Linked DNA regions of Mus musculus: region 1 is linked to region 2. The links are chromatin contacts, called in public promoter capture Hi-C maps. All regions are on one chromosome and are shown on one strand. The core of a region is the stretch at or near the end of the contact, and the rest is flanking DNA. Distances in the headings are between cores, read along the strand shown. Region 1 has its middle 85 kb from the start of Gm30820. Region 2 holds the start of Ppil4 (peptidylprolyl isomerase (cyclophilin)-like 4).

Region 1 (7,677 bases), core at 1,873-4,372, 270 kb before region 2:
AAGACTCTCCTCCTAGCTGCCAATATGGAAGCCAATATTCTGCTATCAGTCTTCAGATGAAGATATAGATTTCTCAGCTCTGCCTACACCGGGTATTCCTGGACACTGCCATGCTCCTGCCTTGCCGATAATGGACTGAACCTCTGAACCTGTAAGCCAGCCCCAGTTAAATGTTGTCTTTATAAGAGTTGCCTTGGTCATGGTGTCTGTTCACAGCAGTAAAACCCTAACTAAGGCAATGAGCATTCCAGTCTCTTATTCTCCACATCTTCACCAGATGTGGTCTCTGTGTAAATCACACACTCCCAGGATGCGAGTTGAGGGATACACTTACTCATGGGTATAATGCTAAGTCATTAGAATTCAGTTTAATCCTCTCATTGGCATAATAATAGTCGGTTCTCTCCTAGGGCCTGTGACAGTGACAGGTTTTATGGGTTTTATGCTGTGAAGTTGGCTTCAAGTGATTCAGAAAGTGGTTGGTTGTTCCCATGGCATTCCTGCCACTGAGCATATCTTACCAGGTTGGTCATTATTATAGCTCTTAGGGTTCACAGAAGGGGAGCATTGATGACGATTTTCCTTCTCCAGTAGTGAACATAGCTCCTTCAAACATATGGAGGAGGGATAGAGTTCAGTCAATATCAGCTTGATTTCACTATGTTCTATGACTCAAATATGTGGCATCTTTAACAGTACAGCTCTAGAACTCTTAATATCATTCTATAATACTCCTGACTACAGTTATATTTTCTTTCTTTCTTTTCATTTCTTTTTTTGCAAATATTTCTTTGCCACTCTCAGTTTCTTTAAAGTAGATATTTGGTGATCCAGTCATCCCAAAGAAACCTGCTTCTAAACTATCACATGGAGTTCAGAAACTAAGTTTCTTAAATGGATTAAGACAATGACCCCAGAAGTCAGAAAGCAAAACAGATATATTTGATCAAAGAAATTGGAATAAATAAATAAACAACTGTTCTTGTTCCCATCTGAGAACTTCAGTAGGACAGGAAATAACCCCAGAAATAAAAAGGGGGGGGATTACATGAAACTAAAAAGAGAAGAAAATAGTGACAGTTTACAGGATAGAAGAAATCTTTGCTAACTGTACTTCAGTCAGGAGAGTAGATATCTAGAGTATGTAAGGAATTACAAAGATCAAATGGTCCCTCACGAAAAAGTCTTTTAATCAACCACAAGCTAACAAACTGAATAGTCAATTCTTAAAAATAAAAGAAAGAAACACATATGAATAGTAAATATTGGGAAAAGCATTCAACATCATTAGTCATCAAGAAACATAACATTTAAATTATTTTTAGACTCTACCTTGCCCCAAACTCCACCTAACATCAAGGTAAGAAATGACAACATATAAGGCCAAGATGTAGGCAAAGAGTACATATTGCTGGGAGGGATATAAACTGCAGTGCACAGCCACTATGGAAGTCATTATGGAGGTTCCTCAAAAGACAAAAAACAGAGCTGTATTGTCCAGCCATCCTGAGTATATAACCAACTATCTACTGCCTACCTACAGAGGTAGGATGTACCTAGAATCTACCTAACAGAGATACCTGCACATTCACAATTATTGCTGCACTATCAATAATACCTTAAAATATAGAGCTGGGCTAGCTATCCACACACACACACACACACACACACACACACACACACAAAGTTTATTCAGCCATAAATAAAAGTGAATCACATTTGCAGGAAACAGATGCGACTGGACGTTAAATGAAATAATCCAGGCACAGAAAGACAAATGCTATTGTTTCTTTTCTTCTACCATCTAGACTTCAGTTCTTTGTTTGCTTATCTGTTTACTTATTTCTGTATGTGTGTAGGTCATGAAACTACAAAGGGAGCCATAAAAGCAGAAGAAGAAGTTTTAAGAGGGTGTAGGGAGAGAAGGCTGATAGGAATCTTTATCATGTATACGTGGCAGGAAAGCAGAAGTGGGCCACTGGAGGCCCCAGCAAGAGGAAATGGCACAGAGAAGAGGCATGAGGAATGAGAACAAATAAGAACAAGCATTAAGAAAATGCCAGAGTGGACCCATGTCTGCCCAGTCAACAAATCTTTAAAAAGATGCAGGAAAGTGGAAATTCAAATACCCTAATAACCTATTGTTACTCGGTAGAATGGAAAACTTGAAAAGAGCCATTGGTAAAGCAGAAAGATAAGTCCACTTACATACAGCTATTGAGAAGAGAATCACTATTTTTAAAAATGTGTATATATTTCAATATCTTTGGAAACATAAACATGTGTAAGTTCTGACAGTTAACCAGTATTTGAGATTCAGTCCTGTAAGAAAGGCACCAATACACAAGGTTGAGAATGTTTATTGAAATAGGATGTTCATCATGACACTATTGGATTATGAGAGGAAATGACAGCAATCTATCATTTGGGGGAATGTCTCGATAGGCCTAGTATGTACATACCACAAAATATCATATAAACATTAAAATAAGGACAGAGATAGGGTACTGATCATAAAGGCAGAGAAGAGTTGTTAGCTCTGATTTCATTTTGTCCTGTTAAACTGGGTCACATGGCCACTCTCAGCTGCAAAGGAGGCCCCAGAAAATAAATATTTGCTTGTCCAGTATGAGAAAGATAAGGACAAAGTGGTTGGGACAGGGTACTAGTGTCCTACCTTTTCCTACAGGGACTATGTTGCCTTTTGTTGTTGTTGTTGTTGTTGTTGTTGTTGTTGTTGTTGTTACTACTACTATTATTATTATTGTAATTTCTATCTTGCTTTCTCAAAGAGGAGCATGTGAGATGCGTGCTCCAAGCTATTCTTGAGGGAATGAATAAGAAAGCTTTAAGTGCCTCAAACATCTTATCACGGAAGAATGGCTATGAAGAACACCGGAGGGAAACTGAGTCTAGAGTTCGGTTAAGGAGTCTTGCATGAGTATCAGACCCCTTGCACTGCAGCACTGGTCACTGTCATAGCATGTATACTGGGCTTTGGGAGAGCCTGGCAGCCTGCTACCAATTAGACATTGCTCCCCGAGTGAGCTAAGAGCGTGCACCACACTCCAGCTAGAACCGGAAAGCGGAAGCAGAAGCAACTGTAAGATCTCACAGGAAGCCAAGCTTCTGTTCACTCTGGGAGCCCGGAAGTGGTCTCAGCAGATGGAACCAGTTCTCTGTTTAAGGGTTTCCTGAGGCCAAGTTTGCTAAGAGTTCTCATTTGCAACGTATTATGGGCTTTAAGGTGCAGGCATAGCAGAAGCCAGGCAATTATTGCCATTGCTTTGAAACAACGCATGTATTGTAAAGATTACAACTTCAAATAAAATCAAGCAAATGTTGCCAGTTTAAATGTTAGAAATGAGCAAGATTATCCCACAAAACCAGTACAGGCTGCACGAGCCAGCCAAGAAATAGGTGGATACCTACTGTGCCATCTCAGGTCATGGTATAAAAGGCCTAGCTGAGGAAATCCTGAAGGAGCAGATATGAGTGGAAGATGTCAGAATGAACGTTGGCAAATGGGTTTTCAAGGAAATCATCTTATGCCTATGGAAGCAGGGAGGAAAAGCTACTTAAAACAGATAGAAGCATACATCTTGATGATTTGTTTCCTCTTTTGCTTTTAGGTCTTCAAAATCATGTACTTGACCACCAATGCCCATGTAAGAACGCCATTCAAAATAACAAGTTCTCTGAATCCTTGGAGGGGAGATCATACATCAGAAGGCTGCTTCTGTTTTCCCAATCACACAAGATTATCCAAGTAATAGCTAAATAGCTGGTCCTTTGCCCACAATAAGAAGATAGCTTTTAGCAAAGTTTTGTGGTTCCATGGCTACTTTAAACCTGGGTGGTCTGAAAACCAAATAACCAGTCATTCTATTACTAATTTTTCTCAGTGCTAGTGGGTCACATGCCAGGCAATTTGTACCGGATTTTCCTGCTATTACCTTAAGTTTGCTTGTTGTTGTTTAAGCAGTCTTGGAAGTTCTAGAGCCTCTTAGAACTCGATTAGCTGTGAGGGAGCTGAAGATCCAAGGAACGCTATAAAGAACACTAAATAGCATTGCTCCTATATGCAGAGGCAATGTAATATGCTTAATTCATAATATAACTGCTGAATTTTGTTTATGCTTTATTTTTCTGAGACAGGATCTAGCTTTATAGCCAGGGCTGGTACGGAATTCGCTATATAGCCCAGGCTATTCTCAAAATTGCACCAGTCTTCCAGCCTTTGTTTCACCAGAGCTAGGATGTTAAAGGCTGGTACCCAAGAATAAACTCTTAAGAAAAAGAATCCAGGCATCATTGTAGGCAAGATGCTAAGCCTAAGTGTTTCAGTTAACTTGACAAGTTAGATCAATTGATGAAAAGGAAGTTAAAAGTTACATCCTCAGCAAAGGAAATATGGTTATTTTCTTTGTTTTATATTTGTGGTGCTCAGTCATTGCTGGGCAGGAAGAGGCAGGGATGCTGAACATGATGCATGGATGCAGGATGCAGCATAAGGATGGCAGATTATGGGTTTTGTTGACTCGGTCTGCCTTGGAATGCCACTTAAATGACATAAAAGAGAACATGTCCATGACAGGGCTAGGGCGATGGGCCAGACACTTGGAAGGATTTCAGACAGCAAGTATGTGGGATTGTATTGGGATAAAAATCTGTTTTTTATAGATCCCAGTTATCCTCTAATACAGCCTTATCCTAACTTATTACATCTTCAATGGATCTGTTAGCAAAGAAGGCCCTATTTTGAGTCACAAAAGATTAGAAATATGCCATGCCCTTCAAGGGAAATAAGATTTACCCCCAAAACACTGTCATTCATCCCGGGATTCGTATTATATTCTCTCCCTCTTCACAACCCCCACTCTGTTCTGTCTTTCAATATTGACCCTGACCACTTACATTTTCCAGACTACTTGCCAAAGTGGCTTCTGGAAGCCAATAGAAAGCACTGGCAAGAGGCTGGCAGATGGGAGGAAGGAAGAGGCCAGGATCTGGTTCTTTTTCTCCTCGGGGCAATGCCTCTAACACTAGCTACTGTACCAGGATTTCAGCTCCCACTGGGGTACTGGCTCCATCTGGATGGGCTTGTTGTGGAGTGCCAGCTTCCAGCTCCTGGAGTCAACACTGTGAATGGCTGGAACTGCACAATGTCCTACCTCTCTCCTCTGCATCTAACTCTTATTGCTTCATCGTCCTCTTTGCTCTGTCAGCATTTCCAAAGCCCTTATAATTAACTCCCTTAATTACATTCTCTCCACTGAATACCTGGCATAAATTCTTGTTTCCCAATGAGACTCTTGACTGATAGAAGTTTCAAGAGATGCCAAGGCCTGTGCTAACAACTGAAGAACAGGAACGAGCCAAGAACCATTCATGTGTGGAGGGTAGACACCCATCCCCGATCTCTTCCCAGCAGTGTCAAAAGGAGGTCAATGTGAGAAATAGTAGTTGCAATGGAACAAAGTCCTTCATCTCTCTTAGCAGAGAGCAGAAAACAACACCCAAGGCTGATAAATGACCAAAAAGAGGACAAGGCATATTTCTAGCACAATCTAAGTAGCTACGAAGAGAATTCAAAGCACCAAGAAACAAAAGCAGTTACCACACTGGACTAGGGCTTGGGGGATGGGAATGCGCTTCTTGGTCTCTTTTTCTCTTCTTTATCCTATTTGAATTTTTGTAAATCAGTGTACCTCTGACCTGATCTTTCCCTCCCTCCCTCCCTCCCTCCCTCCCTCCCTCCCTCCCTCCCTCCCTCCTCCCTCTTTCTTTCTTTCCTTTCTTTCTTTCTTTCTTTCTTTCCTTTCTTTCTTTCTTTCTTTCTTTCTTTCTTTCTTTCTTTCTTTCCTTTCTTTCTTTCTTTCTCTCTCTCTCTCTCTCTCTCTCTCTCTCTCTCTCTCTCTCTTTCTTTCTTTCTTTCTTTCTCTTTTTGGCAAAGATTCCAAAGATTTGACTGGCTCTATGCTTAGCAAAGGAACAGCATTTTTTAAAATGGGTCTTTGTTGTTGTTGTTGTTGTTGTTGTTGTTGTTTCTGCCTAGGCAGAAAGGTAGAGAACCAAAGAGTAAGGAGAAGTAGAAAGTAGGCACATGGATAAATATTCTATTGATATTAAGCTAATATATGAGCTAATGATATTACCCATTAACTAAATAATTGTATAATTAAGTAGTTGTGGGTGGAAGAAATCATTACAGAGTACGTTTCAAGGTAGGAAAAATGCCTCTTTCTTGATGTGGATGCTTCTGAGAGTTATTGCTTATAAGCACATTTGATCAAGATTTTTTTAAATTCTCATTTCTACTTCTTATGTATAAGACCAGAAAGAGTCAGGGGTTCATTTCTCCTCCATAGTAACAAAGGCCAGGAAAGAACTTGAACCGTAGCCTGCTCTGGACATGAAAAACTGCAAGCTGTTCTTTACCACTGATTCTGTGACACTGATTCTGTGATTTACCACCTTGCAAGGTGCTTCTTTTCAAGACAAACCAAAAAAAGAACAGTAGGTCTGTACAAAGGGACACCCAGGTTTCCCTTCTCCTATTCATGACCTCAGACTCTTTACTTCAATCTCTCAACTCTCATCTTTACTTCTGTCAAATGAGAGGCTATTTGGTCCATATACAATTGTCATAAAAAGCCAATGAGATCAGATATGCAAGGAATCTGATAAAATGCCTTGCATGGAGGTGAGCCTGTGAAGTGTTTCCATTGTTGATGAAGGCAGAGATCAAATGTGGCTCTGCTATTTGTGCATAAACCAGAAGACCAGTAAGGGGAGATGTTTCACTAGTAGCTTCTCCCAAACACCTAATGGCTTCTTCATCTCTGCTTCTCCAAACACTTACTCTCAATGTAGCCAAAACACTTACTCTCTGTTCCACTGGATGCTTTAAATGGGCTGAAGACTAATGAGAACAAAAGCAATAATCCAAGACAGAGCCATCCTTTCCAGCCTTCTCCATGCTAGCTGTCAGTACAGGGAGCAGACTGAGACGATGCATGCCTTATCGAGATGGGATGAAGTCCTAAGGACATAACTCTAGGTTCAGGATGTGACACTGATTCTAGGATTCTATTTGTAGTGAGTAGGTAATAGGAAGCTATTACCCAGAAAGAGGACCCAACGTCACCAACATCTGTTTCCTAATTTCTACATTACCTCGTACCCCCAGGAGCCACGCAGACAAATGGAAGTAGTCTAAGAAAGAGAAACGAGGAGCAAGAGAGAAGAACGGAAAGGGTCTTCTGAGCAGCATAGTTAGCCCCAGCATCAATCATTTGATTTGCCTGTTATCTAGTTTGACAGTAACAGTAAAACCACTTAATGGTAAGACTCTGTCACTGAAGACACACTTTGGTAACAGAACATGGAGAAATCAAGATGTTATTGACAAAGAAGCATCCTTCCTGCTAGATATCTTTTATAGTACCAGAAGATGCTATGTAGATTGCTAGGGGGAAAGAGTTATCAACACTTTTACTTAGCTATGAATCCCATGAACTACAATGATGAATGGTTTTGCAAGATATGCCCATGCATGCAATGGTGGCACAAATGTTATGTGGGTGATCAATTGTTTTCTAGTTTGATTTAAACCCTACTCCACAGGAGTAAATACGTGCCTAATTCTATAAATCTGGCTAAGGACCCATAGTT
Region 2 (7,605 bases), core at 3,509-6,008:
GAGGCAGGTGGATTTCTGAGTTCGAGGCCAGCCTGGTCTACAGAGTGAGTTCCAGGACAGCCAGGGCTACACAGAGAAACCCTGTCTTGAAACACTGCCCCACCCCCAAAAAAGAAAGAAGCACAGTGGTACTGGAACAGTGTGACTGTGTCTTTATAAACACCCCGCTGATTCAAATGCTCCTCCTTTTCCCTTATAGGTATTCCGGGAACTTAGGGAACCACTGTGGAGTTTGAGTCCTATTTTAATGTAATGATTGAACCACCACTGCCCAGAAGATTTTAACAAGTTTGAAACCAGCCTGGGCAATACAGTGAGTTCCAGGACAGGCTGGACTAGAGTGAGATTCTGGCTCATGAAACCAAATCAATAATGACTGAGATGGGTGTGATGACGCCCATCTATAAACTAACACTTAGGAGGCTAAGGCATAAGAATCTTGAGTCTGGCCAGGCGATGGTGGTGCACATCTTTATTCCCAGCACTTGAGAAGCAAAGGAAGGCAGATCTCTGAGTTCAAAACCAGCCTGGTCTATAGAATGAATTCCAGGCCAGCCAGGAATAGAGACATCCTCTCTCAAAAAAACAAAACAGAACAGAACAAAATCTGAGTCAGAGGCAAACCTAAGCTACATGGTGAATCCCAGATTAATCTGGGCTACAGAATAACACTCCATTTCAGAAGCCATCAATAAAATAGATAAAAATAGAAGATAGGGATATATAGCTCAATTGGTACAATGTATGTTTAGTATACACTGTAATGGGGCATGCCTCTATTCTCAAAACGAGGAAAATGGAGGATCAGTTTAAGCCCATTCTCAGCTTGGTAGGCACTGAGTTCAAGATCAAGCTGGGTTATATGAGATCTTGTCTCTACATACATACATACATACATACATACATACATACATACATGTACAAATACACAAACACACTGTCCTGCCTGGTTGTTCTTTTATCAACTTGACAGAAGTTAGAGTTAGTTGTCTAGGAAGAGGATCCTCAATTAAGAAAACGGCTCCCTCAGATTGCCTGTACCAAGTATATAGAACATTTTCTTGATTACTTATTGATAGAAGAGGGTTCAGCCCACACAGGGTCAGTGCCACTCTGGCAAGTAGTTCCCTGTTGTATAAGAAAGTACACTGAGCAAGCTATGAGGAGCAAGTCAAGGAGAAGTGTTACTTCATGGCTTCTGCTTCGGTTCCTGCCTTAAGTTCATGTCCTGACTTCTTTAGTGTTACCCAAAAGGAATACACCCTCTCTGTAGTGGCTATTCCTGGTTGTCAACTTGACAATATTTGGAATGAACTACAATCCGGAATTGGAAGGCTCACCAGTGACCCTTATCTGGAGGCTTGGAGATCCTTATCTGGATCTTGGTTTGAAGATCTTGAGCCATAGTGGCTATGGATTCCAGAAGATTGAATCTCCGAGTTTAAGGAACACACCTTTAATCTGGGCTACACCTTCTGCTGGAGACAATATAAGGACATTGAAAGAAGGGAGTCTAGCTCTAGCTCTTGCTCCTTCGCCTGCTTGCTGCGTGAGACTGAGTAACTGCTAGATCCTTGGACTTCCATTCACAGCTGCGACTGAAAAATTGTTGGGAATTGGGCTGCCGACTGTAAGTCATCAATAAATTCCTTTACTATCTAGAGACTATTCATAAGTTCTGTGACTCTAGAGAACCCTGACTAATACACTCTCCTTTCCTGGTTTCTTTTGATCATAGTGTTTCATTATAGCATAGAAACGCTAACTAAAATACACACATAGGAGCTTACCCAAATATAGACTCTCCTCCGCGGCCAGTCCCCGTGGGATCTCCTGTTTGTATGATAAAATCCCTCTAGAATATACAAAATTCTTTGTTAATTCATGGTTTACTACATGTTTCCAATAACTAAGAGCATGACTGAGACCTACCAACTCACCTGTACATTGTGTATGAGGCAATAGTTGTAATATTTTATTTTGCACAGCTTCAAAAAATTCAAGCAAGCTGAAAAGAAAGTAAAAACTAAATTACAGGAAAGCAAAAAATCAGTTTTAGACAAATTAGTGACAGCATAATTAGTACAATTTAATCTAACTTTGCATTTTTATTAAAAGAAAAACAAAGGTTCTGTGAGCTGGACATTTTAGGATGGGAGCCTTGCCAAAGGAAATTCATCACTAGGGACAGGTTCACCCTACTTCTGGTTCACTTTCCCTGTTTGGTGTGCTGTGCTAAAGATGTGATCTCACAGCTGCCTAATTCAGCCAAAAACTGCTGTGCCTGCCCCACCATTATGAACTGTCCCTCTGGAACCATAATCCAAAATAACTGCTTCCATGAGTCCCTTTCTGGTCACAGTGTTTTGTCACCCCGATAGAAGAGTAACTAGTACAGCTTTCTAGGTGTTTGGCACTGCCATCAGAAACATCGCTAAATTATAGCTCATGCCCGTGAAGGACTCATAGATACATGCCAACAAGTTCTTAAAGCACTAAGAACCCACACAGAAAGTTAAATACATGAGGCTCCTTGCCCTTGGTAAATTTTTATTGATGGAACTAGTGTCATAGCCAGGTATGATGGCATATGCCTGAGAAGAATCAGAACCATGAATTTAAAACTAGTGTGAGGAACAACAATATGAACTAACCAGTAACCCCAGAGCTCGTGTCTCTATCTGCATATGTAGCAGAAGATGTCCCAGTCGGCCATCATTGGGAAGAGAGGCCCCTTGGTTTTGCAAACTTTATATGCCTCAGTAAAGGGAACACCAGAGCCAAGAAGTGGGAGTGGATGGGTAGGGGAGTTGGGGGGAAGAGTATGGGGGACTTTTGGGATAGCATTTGAAATGTAAATGAGGAAAATACCTAATTAAAAAAATAAAAAACAAAAAACATGTGAGATATACAATAAGGCAGCCTCAAAAATAGAGAGAAAAAAAATACAACAAAGGTCCTCACAACTAAACATGAAATAATGACACTAGGCATTTCTAATAATACCATCTATATTATTTAAGTAGTTATATATACATAACTATTACACACACACATTTGGTTTCTTGAGACAGGGTTTTTCTATGCAGACCTCTGTGAATTTGCCTGGCCTACAGAGTGAATTCCAGGAAAACCAGGGCAGATGCTGTACAAGGCTTTTTTCTTTTTCTTCTTCTTCAAGACATGGTCTCTCTTTGTAGCCCTGGCTGTCCTGGAACTCACCCTTTAAACTCAGAGACCCACCTACCTATTTCTGCCTCCTGAGTGTCAGGATTAAAGGCATGTGTTACCACTGCCCAGCTTGTACCAGGATTCTTAAGATAATGGAGATATTAAGGCACAGTTTCTGCTCTCCTTGAAGCACATCACTGGGAGGAGACAATCATGCACATAGTTCCAGGACAGTAAGTACATGTTCTAATAACATGAGTGCTGCTGTGATTTATAAAACCATTGCAGACAAAACAGAAGAAACAGACTAACTGTAGCTGACCTAAGTGTTACACTGAAGAGCTCATGCTTTAGTTGAGCTCTTCATATATATATATATATATATATATATATACACACATACACACACACATACACATACATATATATATATATACATACACACATACATACATATATACACATATATATTCATGGATATATATACATATATATAGTCAGGAAATGAAGTTCTCAGAAGGATAGGGAGTGGAGAGGAGTGTGGGCATTGGCAACAGTAAGAATATAGAAGGCTGCAACAGAAAGTGTAGGGTTTGTGAGGGAGGGGAGGAACAGTTGAGCATGGGAGAAGGTGTGCAGGCAGGAGGCACTCCCTGTGTGCAGTGCTGCAGCACACCTTCTTTCATTCTGTGGTAATCTCTGCATTCCACGGGAGAAGGACAATGATTGTAGCTAATCTCTCCCAGTTTCCCGATTCTCCCAAAGGATACATTCTCCACACAGCAGCCTAGTGTCTCTCCAAGGCAAGTGTGCCATGCTATAATCCTGCTCCTGAAGTGTTCAAACCAACAACATGGCAAAGAGGACTTACTAAGGACCTGGCCTACCAGTATTTGGCCTGACTGGAAGTCAGTGGCATCTATTTCATTTCACATACCAATTCGTTCCAGAATGCCAGATTTCTTTCTATTACCAGAAAAACTCCAAAGAAACTGCTAAGTACACCTTATCTAACACTCATCTTCGAAAAGGCTAGGTTTCTTATGTGGCTTCTTCCCACCTCTCTGTTTTGCATAGCAAAGTGCACATCCATCTGTTAGGACTCGAAGTTAAAACTGGAGCTCGCTTCGTCCTCCCTCAATGGACATTCAGACGCCTGAACTCTAGCTGATCCCTGGCGCCTTGCAGACCAGCCAACTTCCTACCTGCTTTCATCATGACAAATGATGTCAAGTCAAACCGTATTTAACCCTTTCTTTACCTTTCACGAGTAAAGAAAGCATAGCCACGAAAGCTACACCTCACCCAGACCCACAAGCCACAGTTCTACACACCACACACACACACACACAAAACCAAGGCCTGCTATGAAACTGAGCTCGAGCCAGAAACAGCGAAGAAAAGGGAACTTTGGCAGCGGGCTCACGGCCCCGCCAGGTCGCGAAGGCCTCCAGTCTCACCCCGGGGACGCTCTTCAGTGTACAAGTCGATGACCACGTCGCCCAGAGTGGTCTCCAAGAGAACCGCCATGGCGCCGGCTCCTCCGCAGGAACAAACACCCCGGCAATGACAGGCGCATGCGCAACCAGCGCGCGCCTACGTCTTACGTCACGACGTGTGCGACGGCTTCTGGCGTCAGCCGCGGGCGCCGTCGCCCACCTCGGAGGCGCGATTTCCCGCGGCCTAATGGCCGGCTCGTTCGGCCCGGCAGCTGTTATCTGGTGCCCGCTGTCTTCTGGCTGTGGAGGCTGTTTGAGGACTCTCTTCCGCCCTTGGTGACCCATATAAAGACCTGTATCTCAAGAGGGCCATTCCGTAGGAATAGCGGAGGCATCCGAGAGCTGAGAAACCTCCAAGCCGGCGGCACATCCTCCCCTTGCCTTTGGAAGAGGTTGCCCTGGGGTTTCCATAGTCTCTCCATCAAAATCGCCAAGCCCGAGGCATCAGTTGCTCGGTGAAAGCTGTAAGAAAAGGTGACTAACAAGCTTTGGTTTGGGGTTTTTCTTGTTGTTGTAGATTTTGATCATACTAGTGTGTGTAGATCAGGACTGGACATGGCTTAACAGCACAGAGGTTTTGTGCAACAAATTAGAATACAAAGGCTTCAGTCTTACATTGGAGATATGTAATAAAAACTACCGGTTTTTTTATGCTGATAACATATTTCCATGTTTTAGTACACTCTTTACTTTTTTAAAATATTTTTTAAGATTTATTTATTTATTATATGTAAGCATACTGTAGCTGTCTTCAGACACTCCAGAAGAGGGAGTCAGATCTCATTACGGACGGTTGTGAGCCACCATGTGGTTGCTGGGGTTTGAACTCAGGACCTTCAGAAGAGCAGTCAGTGCTCTTAACCAGTTAGCCATCTCTCCAGCCCGGTATACTCTTTTCTAATCAAGCAGATTATTCCCTTTTATGTCATTTTAATGTGTACTTGTGAAAATCAGAGATATGACAGATCATAGGCATATCCAGGAAGATGAGGAGAAAGGACTTTTTAAAAGTAAACATTTTTTTTTTTAAGAAAAATAGTATTTGAAGCAATTTCATGGCTAGAAGTGTTCACCACGCATGTGTTATTCCGTATATTCCAAGGAATTTAGGAAACAGAAGATGGTAAAGAAACATGAATTTATTTATAGTCTGGTCCCATTTAGAAGGGTGTAATCAAAAACCCTGCACCTGTTACCGTCTTCTAGTTTAGAAAATCATTGGATATGGGCTAGAACACATGGAGATGATATAGCTGTGCAGGAGTTGATAAGTCACTGGACTGATTTGTTCAATCAATGAATGGCTTCATTGGTAAGCAATGAAGCCATTGTGAATACATCTCTCTTCTCTGCCTCTCACTATTATTTATCTCTTGCATTGGTATAGTTTGGATGGATGACTAAGCCTTTCTGGTTTGAATTGGAAGAAAACAAGATTTGTCCTCAAAGAAATTCAATAGCAGTACAGCATTTGCCTTGCATGTGTCAGTCCCTTGTTTCAAACTCTGGTACCAGAGTTTAGATCTGGTTTTGATAAATAAATAAATAAATAAATAAACAACAAAATAAAAATTTCAACTCCATAGGTATTTAAAAGAAAAATGAAAGCCTGTGTCCATGTTCTTTACTTTGATTGACAGTACTGAGATGTTAATGTCCTTAACGTTTTCTAAAATCATAGTAGACTCTTGGAACAGCAGAGCTTTTCAGGAGAGATACCCTTCAATGAGGGCAAATATACCAGCCAAGCCAAGGAGGTCGGACAGGAGTGATCATGTTGTGAGAAGAAGACTGCATTTGAACTCAGGCTGAGAAAATGGCTCAGTGACTAAAACCACTTCCACCTCAAGGCCTACAGCCTAAGTGTGGACCAGGAACCCACATGTTACCACAGAACCAGCGCCAAATGCTACCCTCTGACCGCCACATGCACACCATATCCATGCATGCTCACACAGTTTTTACAGATTTGGGGGGATTGTGGAGAGAAGCATTTGTGGATAGTAGCACTGGCTGCTCTTCCAAAGGACCCAGTTCAGCACCTAGCATGGCCATGGCTGCTTACAACCATCTGTAACTCCACTCCCAAGGGATCACACATCCTCCTCTAGCCTCTAAGGGTACTGCATGCTTGTAGTGCACAGGCACACATGTAGGTGAAACACCCATACACATAAAAAAAAGAAAAAATTAAAGTTTCTCAGAGATAGTACACTAAGGACTTTGTCAGGAAGTGACTGGAGATGTACATCAGATTATACAATGCCTGCCTAGCATGGATACAACCCAGGATAATGTTTCTTGTACTGTATAAACTACATGTCTGTAATCCGAGCACTCAAGTTGTAGAAGCGGGATAATCGTTGAAGATCATAGTCACTGTGTAGCGAGTAAAAGCAAACCAAGGATGCATAGGCCCTGCCTCAAAAGCAAACATTTGAATCAGATCTGCATAGCCTTCAGTGAACTGAAAACCTGGTAGGAACTAAAGTATACATAGGAACTTACATACAGACTCTTTGCAGAATACAAGACAGTGGGAACAACTACACAGAGGCAGGACCAACATTTGCAACCAGTGTCCTGAAGGAATTGGCAGAGGTGTGACAAGACCTGGCAATCCATCTGTGAAACACTGCCTGCTAACTAGGATACCACTGGTAATGTGATCATCCTAAGGAAGATTCCCATTGCTGAGGGATGCTCAAGCTGTAAACAGGATTCTAGGACTTAGGAAAGGAATGCAAGGGAATCCAGATGAGAGTCAACCATGTTTACTGCCAGCTTTAGCATTCATTCCCAGCCCCAAGGTGGGAGAGTAACCAAACCCCACCCTACATGGAAAAACAGCCCACCAATCCCTAAGCCCATCCAAGGTCAAGACTTGAAATCCCACTAATCCTTACCCTGGAAAGCTCCGCCCCTAAGAAATTCT

Evidence for each region. Promoter capture Hi-C pulls out the DNA fragments that hold promoters and counts their contacts.
Region 1: a promoter capture Hi-C map of pre-B cells shows a contact between it and region 2, with 3 times the contacts expected there. The contact joins the enhancer-like site here to the promoter of Ppil4 in region 2. A contact is called at or near these places in 2 of 39 promoter capture datasets (neutrophils and pre-B cells), 2 of 484 Hi-C or Micro-C datasets (CD4 T cells and CD8 T cells), 3 of 115 datasets of contacts at active chromatin or transcription factors (bone marrow-derived macrophages, effector CD8 T cells and large pre-B cells) and 2 of 9 other capture datasets (adipose tissue and liver).

Annotation. Positions count from the first base shown.
Region 1 is chr10:8,061,371-8,069,047 of GRCm38.p6, reverse strand. No RefSeq gene overlaps it. Among named protein-coding and RNA genes, the nearest start is that of Gm30820, 85 kb to the right of the region's middle. Within about 2 kb of position 3,122, at least 102 of the 459 cell types and tissues checked have an H3K27ac peak or open chromatin away from gene starts, as enhancers often do. A contact at or near this core is called in CD8 T cells, adipose tissue, bone marrow-derived macrophages and 4 more, where this site is marked.
Region 2 is chr10:7,790,047-7,797,651 of GRCm38.p6, reverse strand. Ppil4 (peptidylprolyl isomerase (cyclophilin)-like 4) reads right to left here and starts at 4,758. Exons shown (of 13, transcript NM_026141.3): 1 at 4,632-4,758; 2 at 1,941-2,008; 3 at 1,791-1,855. The coding sequence starts at 4,701.